3 separate regions of the Sus scrofa genome follow, and regions 1 and 2 are each linked to region 3. The links are chromatin contacts, called in public HiChIP or PLAC-seq maps. All regions are on one chromosome and are shown on one strand. Each heading gives the region's core, a stretch centred on a gene start, on an enhancer-like site or on the middle of the called end of the contact. The rest is flanking DNA. Distances are from core to core; before and after follow the strand shown. Region 1 holds the start of ZNF593 (zinc finger protein 593). Region 2 holds the start of TRIM63 (tripartite motif containing 63). Region 3 holds the start of PDIK1L (serine/threonine-protein kinase PDIK1L).

Evidence for each region. HiChIP or PLAC-seq counts read pairs in DNA pulled down with a chosen protein or histone mark.
Region 1: an H3K27ac HiChIP or PLAC-seq map of skeletal muscle shows a contact between it and region 3, with 2.8 times the contacts expected there. The contact joins the promoter of ZNF593 here to the promoter of PDIK1L in region 3. A contact is called at or near these places in 2 of 5 promoter capture datasets (fetal liver and liver), 25 of 47 Hi-C or Micro-C datasets (adipose tissue, alveolar macrophages, blood and 15 more) and 2 of 2 datasets of contacts at active chromatin or transcription factors (alveolar macrophages and skeletal muscle).
Region 2: an H3K27ac HiChIP or PLAC-seq map of skeletal muscle shows a contact between it and region 3. The contact joins the promoter of TRIM63 here to the promoter of PDIK1L in region 3. A contact is called at or near these places in 4 of 47 Hi-C or Micro-C datasets (embryonic fibroblasts, epiblast stem cells, fetal heart ventricle and 1 more) and 1 of 2 datasets of contacts at active chromatin or transcription factors (skeletal muscle).

What each region holds. Positions count from the first base shown.
Region 1 is chr6:83,589,406-83,592,105 of Sscrofa11.1, forward strand. ZNF593 (zinc finger protein 593) reads left to right here and starts at 1,435. Exons shown (of 3, transcript XM_021095611.1): 1 at 1,435-1,776; 2 at 2,011-2,073; 3 at 2,157-2,700. The coding sequence starts at 1,577. The coding sequence ends at 2,298.
Region 2 is chr6:83,506,071-83,508,770 of Sscrofa11.1, forward strand. TRIM63 (tripartite motif containing 63) reads right to left here and starts at 1,401. Exons shown (of 9, transcript NM_001184756.1): 1 at 1,145-1,401. The coding sequence starts at 1,303.
Region 3 is chr6:83,541,352-83,544,051 of Sscrofa11.1, forward strand. PDIK1L (serine/threonine-protein kinase PDIK1L) reads left to right here and starts at 1,385. Exons shown (of 4, transcript XR_001309276.2): 1 at 1,385-2,039.

The DNA.
Region 1 (2,700 bases), core at 185-2,684, 48 kb after region 3:
GGTGGCTCAGTGGGTACCCAGTGGGTCTGGCTCCAGGAACTTGGTGAGGCTGAGAACCTGTCCCAGGGATCAGGTGACCTCATTAAAGATGCACCAGCCTCCCCAGATGGCACAGTGCCCAGCAGATGAACCTGATCCAAAGGAGTCCGTGATGAGAGCCAGATTCTGCCACCTCACCCCTTGTCTTAGCCCATATTGGCCAGGAATGATGAAAACTTCTCTCTCCACAGAAGCCTCCTTCCTGGGCCTAGGAGTTCTTGAATTTGATCATTTGGAATGGCTCCAGAAAAGTCCTCTTCCATTCATGAAGTCCATTTACAAAGTCCTTGGGCTCAGGACCCACTGTGGTGCCCCGATGACTGCAGCCCTACAAGCTGCGCCCTTAATAGGGCCCTGCCCTATACCTACACTCAGCCTCTGTGAACCGGAATGGGAGGTCCCAAGGCCCATGGTCAGTGCCCTGGGCTTACATTTCACTGCTTTGTCTGGGCTGGAAAATGATTCCTCTCCCCAGGGATGCACGTGCCTCTCTCCCTGTTTCCTGGCTACAGGTTCCAAAGAACTGGAGCCCCTGAATTATTGCTGAGTTCCTCTGGTCAACCTGGAAGGCACCAGGTTCTGATGCGAGGGGAAAGGCTCTCTGGCTCTATTCCCACTCTGAGTACACAACACCTAGGTTGTACCTCTCTCTGCCTTTGATGCCAGGCCAAGCATCAAAAGATGAGAAAGTAGTCAAAGATGAGAGGTCCTTCTGTGAGGACCTCCTTTCCTTGTGAGAGGATCTGACCCCTCTTAAGACTAACAGGATGCCTTCCATGAGAACACGGGTTCAAGCCCTGGCCTCGCTCATTGGGTTAAGGATCCTGCATTGCCGTGAGCTGTGGTGTAAGTCACAGACTCAGCTCAGATCCCGCATGGCTGTGGCTCTGGCATAGGCCGGCAGCTACTGCTCCAATTAGACCCCTCGCCTGGGAACCTCCATATGCCGTGGGTGCGGCCGTAAACACACACACACACAACTCACAGGATAGGAAAAACCGGGGACAGGTGAGAAGTGCCGAGGCTTTCTCAGGAACCTGAGATGTCTCAGCAAGTCCTGCGAGGGCCGCGATCCCAAACGTATTCATTTTCATTCATTTATTAATTCATTAACATCACATTGTTCAGTGCTTCCAGGGAGATGTAGCATGCCCCCCCACCCCCATCCCAACGCGGAGTCTAAGATCTGGGAGCCTGGAAGAGGTGATGGGGCCAGAGGACGGCACTGAGATAGGATGGGCCAGGCGGGGCGGGTAGGGCAGCGGACCACCCTGAAGCCCCCAGGGCACGCACCACCCGCCCCTCCAGCGACCTAAGAGGACGCGCTTCCCGGAGCCCCGCCCCGAGTTCGGTCACTGACGTCGAGGGCCTCCTGAGGGCGCTCAAGGGCGCTGCTCGCGCGAGTGACGTCATCAGAGGCGGTCCGCCGGAGCCTGCTCAGTCCCCGGCGTCACATGGCGTCACTGCACAGTCCGGAAGTGCCCACACGTGTCCTCCCAACTCGGCTCTAGGCCCGTTGGTCCCGCTGTTACCAGCAATGGGTCGCTCTCGCCGAACCGGCGCACACCGAGCGCACTCCCTGGCCCGCCAGATGAAGGCGAAGCGGCGGCGGCCGGACCTCGATGAGATTCACCGCGAGCTGCGGCCCCAGGTTGCCACAAGGACCCGACCAGACCCCGGCGCCGAGCCCGACCCCGACCTGCCAGGGGGCGGCCTGCATCGCTGTCTGGCCTGCGCGTGAGTCCCGGCCGGCTGCGGCCTGAGGAGGAGAAGGGTCGGCCTTTCGGGCTGGGGGTGTTGAGATCCGGGCCCTAGGGAACGCAGGGTTTTCTTTCCTGGGATTCATGGGTCTGCTGGCCTCCCATCCCTTCAAGCCTGGAGCCTAGCATCGGGAAATGAGCTAGGGTCAGGGAGATAGGTGTACCTGAGAGGCATCACCTTCTCACTTCTCCTTACCCCCCATCCCTACAGGAGATACTTCATCGATTCTGCCAACCTGAAGACCCACTTCCGATCCAAAGACCACAAGAAAAGGTATAAGAAGAGAATTAATGGATGGGTGTCGGGCAGGCGGGACTCGAATCTGGTCAGCTCTCAGTTCCTGTTCTTTTTCCCAGGTTGAAGCAGCTGAGTGTGGAGCCCTACAGTCAGGAAGAGGCAGAGAGGGCAGCGGGTATGGGTTCCTATGTACCTCCCCAGCGGCTGGCAGTGCCCACAGAAGTATCCACTGATGTCCCTGAGATGGACACATCTACTTGACAGATCCTGAGAATTCAAGGCAGAAGAGTTGCCCATGGACAGTGATGCAAGGGCCAGTCTGGGAGAGACTGTACCAGTCTGTTTTGGCCCGGGGTTTGGGGAGTGGATGGCCTCTTCCCAGTGCCCTCCCTCCCAATAAAATAACTGGATAAAGGGGGCTTGCCCCTGACTCTAACCCCCAGGCCACTACTCCAAACTCATGTCCTGTAAGTTTCTCTACTACTCCTGTGCATGGGACCCAGGCTGCTTGGGCTTTATCCACCTTTGGTACCTGTATCCTTACCTTCCCTCTGGGATCCTGGCATCTGAGCCGAAACCCCCCATTGGAGCCTAGGTGTGTGGGCTGGGTAAGATCAGGTTTATAACAACCCTGCTTCTAATGAGGGCAGGGAGTGATCCCCA
Region 2 (2,700 bases), core at 151-2,650, 35 kb before region 3:
ACTAGTATTGATTAGTATCCATGAGGACAGGGTTCGATCCCTGGCCTCACTCAGTGGATTAAGGAGCTTGCATTGCCATGAGCTGTGGTGTAGGTCGCAGATGAGGCTTGGATCCCGTGTTGCTGTGGCTGTAGTGTAGGCCAGAAGCTGCAGCTCCAATTCAGCCCCTAGCCTGGGAACTTCCATATGCCATGGGAGTGGCCCTAAAAAGCAAAGAAAAAAAAAAGGTAAATCTCCCCATCCTGAGATGAGAGAACAGTCACTTACACAGGGAGCATCTGAGGAGTGACTAAGCAATCAACAGGTTTGGAGGTCAACAGACCTAGGTTCAAGTCCCAGTAATTCTCTCAATGACTTTGAGCGAGCAACCTTCTCTCTCTAAGCCTCAGTTTGCCCATTCATTAAATGGGCCTATAATTAGAGCCAGCTCATAGGGCTGCTACTTTATTATTTATCTATTTCTTTATTTTAGCCATGGCCACTGCCTGTGGAAGTTCCTGGGCCAGAGATCAAACCCACACCATAGCAGTGACAACGCTGAATCCTTAACCACCTGGCCACCAGGGAACTCCCTAGGGCTGCAGCTTTAAAAACAAAGTAGTGAGAGGACATGTTGTGAAGTGCTTCTGGGGGAATCAGGAGCACTTTCTTAGGGAGAGGAAGCCTCTCCTGCCCCATAGTATAGGAAACAGCTTCAAAAAGGAAGATGCCTCTACTGCCCAGGGCCTCTCGGCCACCGGGCCACCCCTCTCCTAAAGCTCTGGGCCCCCTGCCACCTCCCAGCTGGCTCCAGCCCCTGGGGTCTGGTTTCTCTCTCCTCTCTGCTTGCCTCTCCCACTTATCGCTTGAGGCATTTGACTCCTGATTGGAGAGTCAACGGCTGCTCAGGGCAGGGGTGGGGTAGCTGCAGGCAGGGTCGGGAGGGGACATGTGCGTCATGGAGAAGGAATGGGGCAGCCAGAGCTGCCTCCCTAGCCCCCTCAGCCCCTTCCAGAAGCCTCCGGAGCAGCCATTCACTTCAGCAGGGAAACAACCCCAGGCTGGAAGGGGCCCGGGCTAAGCAAGAAGTGCTCTTTGCATTTCCATCACGGGTAAACTGAGTAGCCACTTGGGACCCCCGGACTAGGCCATGCCCAGCACTGACCTGGAAGATGTCGTTGGCACACTTTCGGCAGAGGTTGTGCTGACACGGCAAGATGACCACCGGCTTGGTAAACATCTCCAGGCAGATGGGGCAGATCAGCTGCTTCTCCAGGTTCTCCATGGGGTTCCCATCCTGGATCAGGCTTGACTTATAATCCATATTGTTGGGAGACGTGGGGACCCGCCTGGCTGCCTCCTTCACCTGCTCTAAGCAAACCTGGGGTCTTGCCTTTGTCACAAAATACCCACCCGGAGCCTCTTTGCCCTCTTCTCCTGGCGCCTGAATTCTGTCTTGGTCTGAGGCCCCTCTGATATTTATAGCTGAACCCCGGTCACATGAGCCCCAGGAGGGGACCAGCTGAGCATTCCGGTGCCAAGTGGCTGGCGAGGCTTGAGTTTCCTCCAAGCCTGAAAGACTGGCCCTCTCAAATCACATGTGGGGATGAGCAATCGCTGTTCCCTGGGGATGGGGGTCGAAAACAAGAACAGCCTGTCCGTGGGCAGCTTGTGGCAGGACTGGGTACCCAGAATGTCTCCAGAAATTCACCTCCTCCCACCGCAGTCTGGTAAGGAGGGGATGGGCCACTGGGGTTTGTGGGTTAATAGCCGGTACCCCCTCCCTGACCTAAATCAGGTCCGTGCCCTCCTCTGCGTCCCGATGAGGCCCATCCCTCAGCACAGCATGTGGCTGGAGAACTTGAGACCCCCCTTCTCCACCATCATCCGGGCTAGCCCATCTCTCAGCCACTGATTCCACTTTCATGCTGATAGTGTTCCCTTGAGATAGAATCCGTTCCCCTCATTTTATAGCTTTTGACACCGAGGTCTAAGAAGGAAAGGACCTTATCTGAAGTCATTTAAAAGGTAAGTGGCAAAGGCAGGAATCTTATTCATTCACCAGACATTTTCCTGAGTACTAACTATCATGAGGCACCAAGGTGAAGGATAAATGAGTGATCCTTTTGCCCGCCCTGGGATGCTCACAGCCTAGTAGGGGAGACCGACTGAAATGGTCCGAAGCCCTACCTAGCCACTCAGAAGTTATCCAGATGTTCCCCTTGGCACAACTTTAAAATTTTCTCCACGTCCTTCTGGACAGTCCTCCATGTTGGCAGGTAGAAGACATTAGATATGCTTGACTCAGGAGTCCAAGCTCCTTATGTCTCTACGGAACATGAGGTCAACTCTGCCAGGCGCTGGAGAAGGATGAGTGTTGAAAAGAGGTCATCGCTTCTTCCTTGCTCAGTTTTGTTCAGGGATCTGGTAGCACTGTTCTCCAGGAAGGAGGTCCTTTCCACTGATTCAGGAAACAAAGGCTTCTGAAGCAGCCTATTATGGAATCGTGTTCTCCTTTGCCTAAGAGACATAGTTATGGCCAAGGAGACCCAAAGGCTGGCAGAGGCAGGCTGGAGATGAAGGATCTCCTCCTGAAAAAAAAGTAAACTATCAGAAGAAAGCTTTATTCTTGCCTTTGCATGAGGTTCTAAGAGGGTAAGGCAGATATCGTGGAACCAAGAAGGGACAAGTCTGAAAAGAAATCAGCTCTTGAGGATGGTA
Region 3 (2,700 bases), core at 135-2,634:
TAAATACATATGCAATGTGGCCATAGATTGCTAAATTTCCTTAATTAGAGTTACATCATTTTGCCTCCCCACCAGCAATGTATAGCAATGCTATCCTCTGGAGTATTTTGGCACCATAATTTTGGCAGATAGAGGAGCCTGGAGAAATGAATCATAGACAAAGTTTCTGTCCCCAGGAACTCTCAGTCTAGTAGAAAGCCTATTGGCAAACATACTCATATAATGTAATTTTCAGAGCAGATTTATTCTGAAGCTTAAGTTTCAGAGTCCCTCACTTACAAAGACCCTTTCCAAATCCCTAGCAATGGGTTCATTTTGTAATCTTTTTCCTAAAGAGGACATGCCAAATTATTTAAACATCTACCTCACAGACTTTAGAGTCAGTTTCTTAACTTTGGGGTTTGGGGAGTGGATTCCAAATTCTGCAGCCAGCTTGAGAGGAGGAATTCCTGTATTTAATGACTGAGACAAACTGAGACAAACAAAAGGACAAGGCTCCTTTGACCAAGAGACACCCCTCCCCTGATTCTGATCAGTTACCCCACAGGTGTCCAGCTGGCTATCTACACAGAGCCCTCTATTTTCCCTGTAGTTTTTTTGTTTTTTGCTTTTTAGGGCTGCACCTGAGGCATATGGAAGTTCCCAGGCTAGGGGTCAAATCGGAGCTGCAGCTGTGAGCCTACATACACCACAGCCACAGTGACCCGGGATCCAAGCTGCATCTTCGACCTATGCTGCAGCTCACGGGCATCGTGGATCTTTAATCCAATAAGCGAGGCCAGGGATCAAACCCACATCTGCATGGATACTAGTTGCGTTCTGAACCGCTGAGCCACAATGGGAAGTCCTTTCCTCTACTTTCAAGGGTAGAAAGCAAGCCTTAGATTACATCAGTATTCCCAGGAGACAGCTAACCTCACTTCGCACTCAGGGCAAAAGCCTGAAGGGATTACAGAGCAGGGGGTTTTGGGGGCGGGGGTAAAGGGGTCACACCAGCTGAGTGGGTATTCAAGGCAGGTGCTCCCCCCTCAAAACAAACAACTTTCGCCAAATAAGACAAAGATCCGTTTTTGCTTTTGTTTTTCACCTCTAAAAGCAAGATTCGTCATAAAGCCTGTCCTTGTGGGGTTTGGTTGGGATTAGGAGACAACATTTAAAGACTTAACCCAGCCCCAGACTTTGCAGAGAAGCTGCATAAGTGGAGGACAGAAAATAAAATGGGTAATTGGTTGATTCTTGAGGGCAGGAGCAGGGATTCTTTGCACATCGTGCCTTGTACAGCACTGGGAGGAGGACTAGCCACTTTATTGACAAATAGTTGGTGCAGAATAAATCAGTTTAGAAGGAATGAAGGTTTCTGGCAGATAAAATATCGAACGACCGATTGGTCCGGGTCTCTGAGCAAGTGACAGTCCCGGACTGGCTATGAGGTGAACGCTTCCCTGGATTTGGCTGACAGCTGTCGGGTACCCCAATGACTCAAGCTGACCGTCGGGCCCCAAGAACGGCTGTCTTCGCTGTCAATCCCGGCTCCCGCCAACCCGGGCCTCCCCCTCTAGATGCGCAGGGCGGGGGTGGGGGAGGCCGACCCTCCACGAAGAGCCCGCGGGTGCCGCCACCGGGTAGGCGTGCGCGCGCGGCAACGGCCAAGTGCGGGCGCCACGGTCCCTTCCTCCCCACTGGGGGCAGGGCGCCCGTGACTCGCGGCGGCCGGGCACCGGAACAATGCGGCTTCGGCTTCTTTAAGGGAGATACCACCGCGCCGGCGGGGCAGGGGACTGCATCTTCCCAGATGATCGCACCCAGCCCCGCGCCGCCGCTGCCTCGGCAACTCCACCGCCCGCAAAAATGGCTCAGTGACTCTGACAAAAGGTGCAGCCTCCCGCTCGGCGGGGTGGACGCCAGGCCTCCCAGCTCGGGCCGTGCCTCCCCGCGAGCCCGCGGAAGAGGCCCGCATCCTGCAGGCATCTCAGGCCCGCGCCGAGGAAGATGCACCAGGCGTTCCACCCCAGCGACCCCGCACACCTGCCCGCAGCTCGGTAGGTCGTGAATGGAGGCGGGGCGGGGGAGGGGAGGGCGCCGACAGCACGCACCCCTAGGCCCGGACCTGCTGCTGCGGACCACCCAGGACCGCAGGCCGTGCGAGCCTGCCGCAGCTGGAAGGCGACCGAGTCCCGTGCATGGAGCGGCCTCCGACTCCCGGGCCCGACCACCCCTGCGGGGAGGGGCACGAGTGGTGCGTTCCGGAGCGCGCACCCCTTCCGCGACTCCCGTGTCCTGAAAGCCAGGGGAGCCGGGAGGAAGCCAGCGGAGCGCCGGGCGCGCGCCCAATAGGACTGGAGCTCGGCGTCCCCGCTCGCGCTACGGAAAGCCGGAGGGGGGCGGGGCCGCGCGGCGTAAGGGGGTGTGTCCGCGCGCACCACGGGGGCGCGCGCCGGCCTCTGACTGGAGGCCGCGGCGGCGGAGGCGCGAGCTGCCCGATAATGGCGGCCTGCAGAGCCCGTGAGAGGGAGAAGCGGCGGCGGCTACCCTGAGGTAAATCTGGCCCCTCGGCCTGGCAGAGAGGCCTTGAAGCAGAGCCGAAGGCCCTGCACGTGCCTCCGGCCCCAGGAGTCCTGTCACAGGGCTGTCAGCACAGTCATCCTGGGGAAGGCCCCTCGCACCTCAGGCCTCCGGCCCGCACCCCTCAGGCCACCGGCC